Regions from separate parts of the Triticum aestivum genome. Here regions 1 and 3 are each linked to region 2. The links are chromatin contacts, called in public Hi-C and HiCAR-type maps. All regions are on one chromosome and are shown on one strand. Each heading gives the region's core, a stretch centred on a gene start, on an enhancer-like site or on the middle of the called end of the contact. The rest is flanking DNA. Distances are from core to core; before and after follow the strand shown.

Evidence for each region. A called contact is a pair of places that touch in the nucleus more often than the background predicts. HiCAR-type assays count read pairs that join an accessible place to other places.
Region 1: a Hi-C map of leaf shows a contact between it and region 2, with 4 times the contacts expected there. The contact joins the promoter of LOC100049050 here to the promoter of LOC123159229 in region 2. A contact is called at or near these places in 2 of 5 Hi-C or Micro-C datasets (both in leaf).
Region 3: a contact with region 2 is called in a HiCAR-type map of leaf, with 3 times the contacts expected there. The contact joins the promoter of LOC123156948 here to the promoter of LOC123159229 in region 2. A contact is called at or near these places in 2 of 5 Hi-C or Micro-C datasets (both in leaf) and 1 of 1 datasets of contacts at active chromatin or transcription factors (leaf).

What each region holds. Positions count from the first base shown.
Region 1 is chr7B:577,688,453-577,691,152 of IWGSC CS RefSeq v2.1, reverse strand. It overlaps LOC100049050 (probable aminodeoxychorismate synthase, chloroplastic), which reads left to right and starts at 1,420. Exons shown (of 13, transcript XM_044580812.1): 1 at 1,420-1,760; 2 at 2,015-2,146; 3 at 2,239-2,306; 4 at 2,428-2,492; 5 at 2,628-2,694. The coding sequence starts at 1,526.
Region 2 is chr7B:577,920,378-577,923,077 of IWGSC CS RefSeq v2.1, reverse strand. LOC123159229 (macrophage migration inhibitory factor homolog) reads right to left here and starts at 1,304. Exons shown (of 3, transcript XM_044577057.1): 1 at 1,000-1,304; 2 at 688-888. The coding sequence starts at 1,110.
Region 3 is chr7B:577,770,890-577,773,589 of IWGSC CS RefSeq v2.1, reverse strand. LOC123156948 (protein CHLOROPLAST IMPORT APPARATUS 2) reads left to right here and starts at 1,281. Exons shown (of 3, transcript XM_044575147.1): 1 at 1,281-2,700. The coding sequence starts at 2,163.

The sequences.
Region 1 (2,700 bases), core at 171-2,670, 230 kb after region 2:
CCCATGACGTGGCTCCATCGACAGCTTGGTACGGCCCATCTTCAACCACAACGAGACAAGACCCTCGCGAGGGGCCAAGCCTCGCGAGGCGGACGACATCAAGACCTCCTGAAGGAGCGGCCTTCCTAGACGGCCTCCTGAGGAGCGGAGATTTCTATGCAAGCCCTCACCTCATGAGGCTGAGGTGACATCAGCCATGACGACTAAGGCCAGGTGCGCGCCAGCGGGCGCATAGCGGCAGGGTTCCTTTTTGGTGTTAAGGAGGCAAGCACATGTGCGGAGTCCCAAGGAATCAGCCAAAGGTTGTCGTTTGCGTGCAACAAGACCAGGACCGCTAGAACGACAGGATGGATGTCATCGTCGAGCCCACCACGATGTCACGATCAGAAGCTTTGCAGGCGAAGACCACCTTTCGTCAGGATCAGATGTACTAATTGTCCCCTTTCAAAATTGGCCACTGTGGGATCCCTTCCCGCCTAAGTTTTGAGGGAAGAGGTCCAAGGCCACTATAAATATAGTCTAGCCACCACCGTAGAAGGGATCAAGCCCTTGAGAGACCAAACCCCTAGAGCTCATCACAAGAACAAGCCTCCTGAGGCTGTTCCTCCACTTGTACTAGTTCATCCTCAGCCCCCCGCGAGGCTAATCCACCACAAAGCAGGAGTAGGGTTTTACACCGCAAGATGGCCGGAACCTGGGTAAACTGCCGTGTTCATTTCCTTCCTGTTCATCGAGCTAGGTCGTGAGAGCAGCGAGTCAAGCGGCTTGAGAGGTTGAGTCCTTCACACACGCCCCTGAGTTCGAACCTTTCTTGGGTCTGCGGAGCCGGGAATTCGACAGCGTGCATTTCGACTGCGGCTTCCTCGGACCCTTGGCTGCCTTCTTCACCTTTTCGAGCGGGTCGACGGCCTGGCCGGCCGCCAGAATTCGGCGGGGCGTCGACCATGGACGGGAAGGGTGGTGGGCGGGACGTGGGAGGGTTTGGGGAAAAATGATGCGAAATGGGGCACCGGGGTGGAGCTTTGTGCCACCGACGGGCGGGCCAGGGGAGGACAAGCGCGCGCGTCCCGCCTATCTGCTCGCTGTCCGTTTTATCTCAAAATCGGCCCAAACTTAAACCGGGGATGGGTCGAAAGCGGACATAAAACGGATAAAAATCCGTTTGCGCCCGCACGCTGGACCATCCGGTTTGTTCGTTTTGGGAAACGCACCCGGTCATGACGGGGTCGTGCACTGGAGTTGCCTTACCAACCCCCACCCAGCGTCCCAGCATCAGCCCATGACCTCCCGCCGACCGCAGTGGGCCGCTGGGTTTGGTGGTGGCGGAGGAGACGGGGACGGCACTGGGGCACAGCCGCCAAGACGATAGGCGGAGCAGCACAAAATATTTCATTCATAAATAAATAATTTCCGCACCAGCAGCGAACCACCGCCCCAGAAAAGCGAGCCGCCTTTTCTCCTCGCTTCTCTTTCGCTCGCTCCTCTGATCTCTCCTCTCCCGCATCCGTCCTGCCGAGGGATAAAGATGGCCGCGCTCCGCCTCTCCGCCCCGCCGACGGCGAGGTGGTCCCCGCCGCAGCCGTCCTCCGCGCGGTGGCAGCAGCCCCCGTGCCGGGGCGGCGCCAGGCGTCCCGCGGCGCTGCGGGCCGGCGGGGATGAGGGGCCGGGCCCGGAGGAGCCGCCGGTGAGGACGCTCCTTATCGACAACTACGACAGCTACACCTACAACATCTTCCAGGAGCTCTCCGTCGTCAACGGCGGTGAGCCGCCCCACCAACCCCGCTTCCCTCTCCCTCTCCCTCTCCCTCTCAGTGAACACGCTCAGAGTATGCCTTAATCTAGCTCCGCGACCGACGAGTAGTCCCTTTGTAGCTTCCCGCAGTGCCCATTTGTTGAATTGAATTGAATTGAATTGATTATTATTGGAGATGTTCTGAACTAGATTGAGAGAGATCACACCTTTCCTACTGCTTTACTGGACGGTGTCCTTATGGCCGGTGGTCTGAATCTGCAGTGCCGCCTGTGGTGGTGCGCAACGACGAGTGGGCGTGGAGGGATGTTTACCATTGGGTGTACAAGAAGAGGGCCTTCGACAACATCGTGATCTCGCCTGGCCCTGGATCTCCGGCGTGTCCTACCGACATAGGTGAGGGCTATGCATCAATTCTAATTCACTTGCTACTTGCTACACTTGTATCTGTCAAAGAATGATGTTATATACATGTGTTGTTTTTTCAGGTGTATGTCTGCGGATACTTTGTGAGTGCGGAGATATACCCATCCTGGGTGTTTGCCTTGGCCACCAGGTGAAACAATAATGTTTGTCCTTGTGAACTTGTTTGTGAATCAGTCCTAAAAAAAGGGGAAAAAGTATGACCATGTGGTGGCATCTCGGCCTGAAACGGATGGTGTGTTTGATCGTTGCAGGCCTTGGGATTAGTCCATGGCGCTAAAATTGTCCATGCTCCTGAAGCTATACATGGACGACTTAGGTAAGACCTTGAACTCTTCTGCACGCTAATATGTACTATCAGCTTTCTGATCCGTTGCTTTGTGTGTCACAATCTTCAAGTTCTGGCTGCACTTACGGTTAACACATGGCCTGACACTTATCTTTCGTAAATCAGTGAAATCGAACATAATGGATGCTACCTCTTTAATCGTATCCCATCAGGTATAAACTCTGGATTCAAGGTTAGT
Region 2 (2,700 bases), core at 55-2,554:
CACCAAAACGAGGAACATCACATGACAAAAAAAGAAGTCAAATACAGATTTACTCCCGATGAAAAGAACGATCCTGTGACGGTGTGAGTAGAGTTCTGGGCTATGTTGCACGGATACTTCAGAAAGTGTGCGTATCCAGCCGTATACTGCCCCGATACTCAGATACTGCCCCGATACCGTATCTCATAAGTATCCCTTGATTTTTTATTTTTTTTAAATAATTTTTGATACTCCTAGGATACTTCTGTGATACGTTTTGGATACCTGAGGTCCCTCGTTTGACGTGAAATTCCCTCAATAGTAAAGACGCACTTTTGAAAGATTCCCAACATGGGCGCGAGTTCATGCCAAAACATGATTGTCAATATTCTTGTTTAATTGAAAGGTGAGCAAGTGAGAGTCGATGCACTGATTAAAAGAATAAACTTAAGAAAATCCACTGTCAATTAATGGAAGTGGACCAAGTGCAAGAAAACAAAGGTAATAATCCTATTGAGGCATGCTTTGATGACTTAGAAGCTCTATTTTCTTCAATATTTTTAATAATTAAACGTGTCCCGTATCCATGTTCTCAGACAATTGGCGTATCGGGCGTATCCCCGTATCATGTATCCGATACGTATCCAAGTATCCGTGCAACGTGGGTTCTGGGGTGGGGCGCGGAGGAGGATCAATGTGCGTGCGTACCTGGACATCGTCGAACTTGACGTAGAACCTGCTGGCGCTGATGGAGAGCTTGGCCTCGAGGATGTCGGCGAGGGCGGCGCTGAGCTTGCCGTTGACGCCGGGACCCAGGCCCCCGATGGACATGATCTCCCCGTACGCCGCGGGCTCCTCGCTCCCGGCGAACGACGTCGGCACCGACCCGTCGATCGACACCGTCACGTACTGCGCCACAAAGGGCAGCGGGTCAGCAACGCAGTCTGAGTCGGGAAGGCATTCCGTCGAGCAGACGGAGCGCGCGCCGGGGAAGGGAGGGGTCTAGGAGTTGGGGGTTACGGATTCTGGCTTGCCGATGATCCTGGCGAGCGCCCTGGAGCAGTCCCGGAGGATGTCGGCGGCGACGACGGCGTCCACCGGCACGTTGGTGCTCAGGCTCAGCTGCGGCATCGCGTACGGCGGGGTGTGGAATCTGTGGTGGACAGGGGAGCGAGGCACGCGCGCTAGCCGAGACGAGCGGGAAGGAGCAAGAGAGGATTGATTACGTGCGGCGATAGCGAGGGAGAGGAGGATTTGGCGCGGGCCCGGGCAGCCCGAGCCCGCCCCGGGGGCCGGGGCCGAGCTTCTTTCCGGCTGGGCGAGTCGGCTCAGTCGCTGGTCAAGAGTTGCATTTCCGTTCGCTGGTCAGGAGCCGACTTTTTCCGTGACAGTGTGTTTGCTGGAGGAAATCTGTGATAGTGAACGGAAGTGGGAGGGCATCAGCATAGTTTATTTCTTTGGATAAATAAATAATAGTTCTTGGAGAGGAAAACGAGTTTAGGAGGTCAGCTTTCATTGTTTATATTTTCATAAAAAGGCAAACTTTATTGATTCATAATGCCGCATAAAAATATACAAGCATAATAAACACACACTTAACCTACGTAAAATTAGAATGCACATAGTCAAGACCAACGCGCGCACAGCCTCACACTGAGAAAAGAAAAGTTGAAAGCGGCATCTGAATGTCATGTTGAAGCGAACTCAAGCATGCAGTTGCAAGCTTCAACAACAACCACCACTGATGACAGAACTCCGGACTACGAGAAAAGTGCTTCAACATCGATGATTGCAAGAAGGGGACAACACGAGAACACCGTCAATTGCCATATCCAACCATGGAGGCTAGATTTTGGGTTTTCACCCTGGAAAATAATTCTGAGCAAACTACATGCAAATGCCTCCAAAAAGGGTAGGAAGTCGAACACCATCATTGTCGGGTACAACCAACGTAGGTGAGACCTAGAGTTTTCACTTCGGAACACGAGACCATGCGCTTAAAAGCACCACCAAACTTCCATGTACTATCGACCCCATTTTCAATGAAGAAGTCGCCGCTGCAAGCCAGATCGTGACGCCTTGACAGCCGTACACATTCACATCCATAACATGGACATCACCACAAGAACAAAACATACCATGTTTATGTGGAGTAGATCAGAGCACGTCCATCAGGATCAACAACGTTACCAATGCCACCAATGCCCCACTGAAGGGGTGATCCGGTGGCCTCAACTCTTCGGCAATGTTTGGACACAAAACTGCACACCTAAAGCCACCAGAGCCGCCATGACCCATACGGGTCCATCCGACAGCCCCGTCCCATCTTCCCCAAAATTCGTTGGAGACAGTTCCAGACACAACGCCGAGTATTCAGGTAGCGAAACTGGCAGGGAAGCCTCATCAGAGCCTGATCACCCGCCGCCGCCACTTAGTGTGACGCTTGTGTCATCCGACCGCCACCGCATGCCTTGTGATCGTTGTCATCATGCAAGGAGTCGAGCATACATGTGCCATACTCATGGTAATCCATCATTGTCACATACCTTGTGTCCACCGTCTAGGCATCACCGCATGCCAGATCTGACAGGGACATCGCCGTCAGTAGTCAACCACACATGACGCAATCACTACTGCCACCCAATGTTGCCCCATAAGCCATAACATGTGGAGACCAACCTAGCCATCGACCAGAAGGAAGCCAATGTCGCACCAGATCAA
Region 3 (2,700 bases), core at 32-2,531, 150 kb after region 2:
ACGCAAAACTGCCGACTAGAAACAAGCCACTGGATGCAAGCACGGACCTCTGAGCCCTGCCGAGCACCATGCCAACAGGACCAGAGAAGCAGCACCCGAGGTCAAAAACCAACTTGGTTCCTGGGCACAGCCTTGTGTCAGACGCGCTGCCACCCGAAGGGTGGAGATACCAGACTCGACATACCCGCGTCATGCTGCTTCCATCACCTCGACGCTACCCCCTCCCCCCTCCCACGCACCACAACACACCCTGCTCCATAGACGGTCGATTCAACACATCAATCCGCCCCTCGCGCCCCCTCCTGTCCCCTGCGTGGTCGCTCCTCACATGGACGACGGCGACGCTGCGCGGGCTTTGCTCGGCTGTGCACCTTCGACGACGACCAGGTGGGAGAAGAGCCGGATTGGAGCGATGGCGGCACCGGTAAGGTTGCTCACGAGGCGTTCCCGGGAGGGACACAGGGAAGTACTGAGAGTATACCTGGGCATATCTCGGGCCGGGCAAAAAAAAGCACAGTGCTAAAAATCCAGGCCCAAGCCCAAGAAAGCCCGACACAGCCCAGCCTGACTACGGCTAAAATTGTGTTTTCTTCAAGCCCGTGCCCGGACCGACCTGTCCATCAGGCTCAGTTTTAGGCCCGAGCCCGGCCCGATGGCATACTCGGGCTCAGCCCGGTCCGGGATTTTTGGCCCGTCCGGGCCGGGCTGCCCATGGCCAGGTATCTGAGAGTGTGAAAACAGATGCATCACATAGTACGGTGGACCTGATTTTTGGTCAAAATTGCAGAGAGCCATTATATCTCACCGCAGTGGTCAAGGTTAGTAGGTTACACGCGTGCGTGCGCACGAGATTAACAGCAATCGTTAGTGTCAGTCCACCGGTGAGCTGGTACGGCTAGCGCGCCCACACGTGTACGTACGTAGCACCAGTCCCCACAAGGCCGCACCCACACAAGGCCCGTTGCTCTCAAGAAACCTCACATGACACGTGAGAGCGAAACACAGGCACGCAGCCCCACCGTGTCCCCATGGCCCTGTTGCGCTGCACACGAGAAGCGTCGTGGTGCGCAGGTAGGTAGGGCCCGCCAAGACAGGGACAAGTGAAAGCGAGCTCCGTCTGCGTCCCAAGCCAACCAACCAACGGACGACTGTTAGTTAGGTTAACCTTCTTTTCTTTTCTTTTCTTTTGATGATTCCGTGTCTCGTTTCTCGTCTCGCTCGCTAGGGTCCAACGGCGACCCTACTAGCAGAGCACTGCATCGGACAACTGCAGCCGCCTGCCGGCGTAACGCATCCGCTGGCTGGTTTCATGAGCAGCGGTTGGTTTGATTGCTTCCGTGTTTTCTCCGTCCGTCCCCCCACATGCCCCCAGTGCCCTGTTCTTGATCACTCCCTGGAGCTGGAGCCGGAGTGTCATCCAGCAGAGGCTTTGTACCGCTCGTCCCGTTGCTTCTTCCTCTCTTGCGACCGATCTCCTGGCCTCGATCCAAAAGAGAAAGGGGAAACGGCAGCGAGAAAGAAACGGCAGCGTGTGGGCTCTTGATTATCTTTCTTTCGATTGATGAGTCGCGCCCGTCCCCCGAGGCCCGTAGTGGCGAACCCGTGAGCCCGTGACGCCCTGCTCCCTCCTGCCCTGCCCGCCGCAGAGCGTCTGCTCTGCTTCCCTCCTAGGCCCTCGATTTAGCTCAGCTCGGTGGGTGCCCTGGTGATCGCCTTTTCCCCCAGGATCGCATTTCTTTTCTCTATTCTCTCTTCCGGCCGGCCGTCCTCTCCTCTCCTCTCCTCAAGCCGGGCGTCGGCGGCCTCCAGCTCCGAGCGGAGGCGGAAGCGGTGGTGTCTTTCTAGACAAGAAACAATTCCTCGGTCTCCACGCTTGCTTTGGACTTTACCCTTTCCTCTGTTCCCCCTGGTTTTCAGCCAGGTACACGAGGCGTCCTCTTGTGGTTGCGGGGGTTTGGTGGGGGTTTGGGGGTCTCGCCTTTCCTGGCGGCGCATCCACGCACCGATTTCCCCTCCTCCCTCCTCCTGCGATTTCGGGTCCAGATTGATTGATTTCCGCCCGGATTTCTTCCATCACATCACTCGCGATCTTCTCCCCTAACCCCTCCTCATCGGGCAGGATTTTTTTCCTTTCTCTCTAGGGCATCTCCCCGCTCCGATCGATGGCGTCGTCCTGCATCCCGACGGGCATCCGGCTGCCGGACCTGGACATGGTCAAGGCGGCGGCGGTCGGGGCGTCGTCGGCGCCGGGCGCGGGGGCGGCGCCGCTGCGGCCGGCGCACTCCTCGGCGTCCTCGGCGCTCTCCGACGCCTCCAACTCCTCCTCGGCCTCCTCGCTCTCGCTCAAGCGGGCGCGCACGCCGCGGAAGCGCCCCAACCAGACCTACAACGAGGCGGCCGCGCTGCTCGCCTCCATGTACCCCTCCGTCTTCCCCGCCGGGGACAGGGCGCCGCCGTCGCCGAGGCTCCTCGGCCTCGCCTCCGCGCTCGCCGACGACCCCTCCCGCGCGGACCTGCTCCCGCCCTTCCCCGTCCTCGGCAACGCCGCCTGCCTCCTCCGCGACGCCGCCGCGCCGCCGACCACGCCGCGGAGCCCCGTCCTCGCCAGGGCCTGCCCGTCGCCGGCGGCCGTCAGCAGCGCCTTCACCGAGTTCCGCGACTCCGCGCCGTCCCCCGGGACCCCTGACGGCGCCGCCGGCG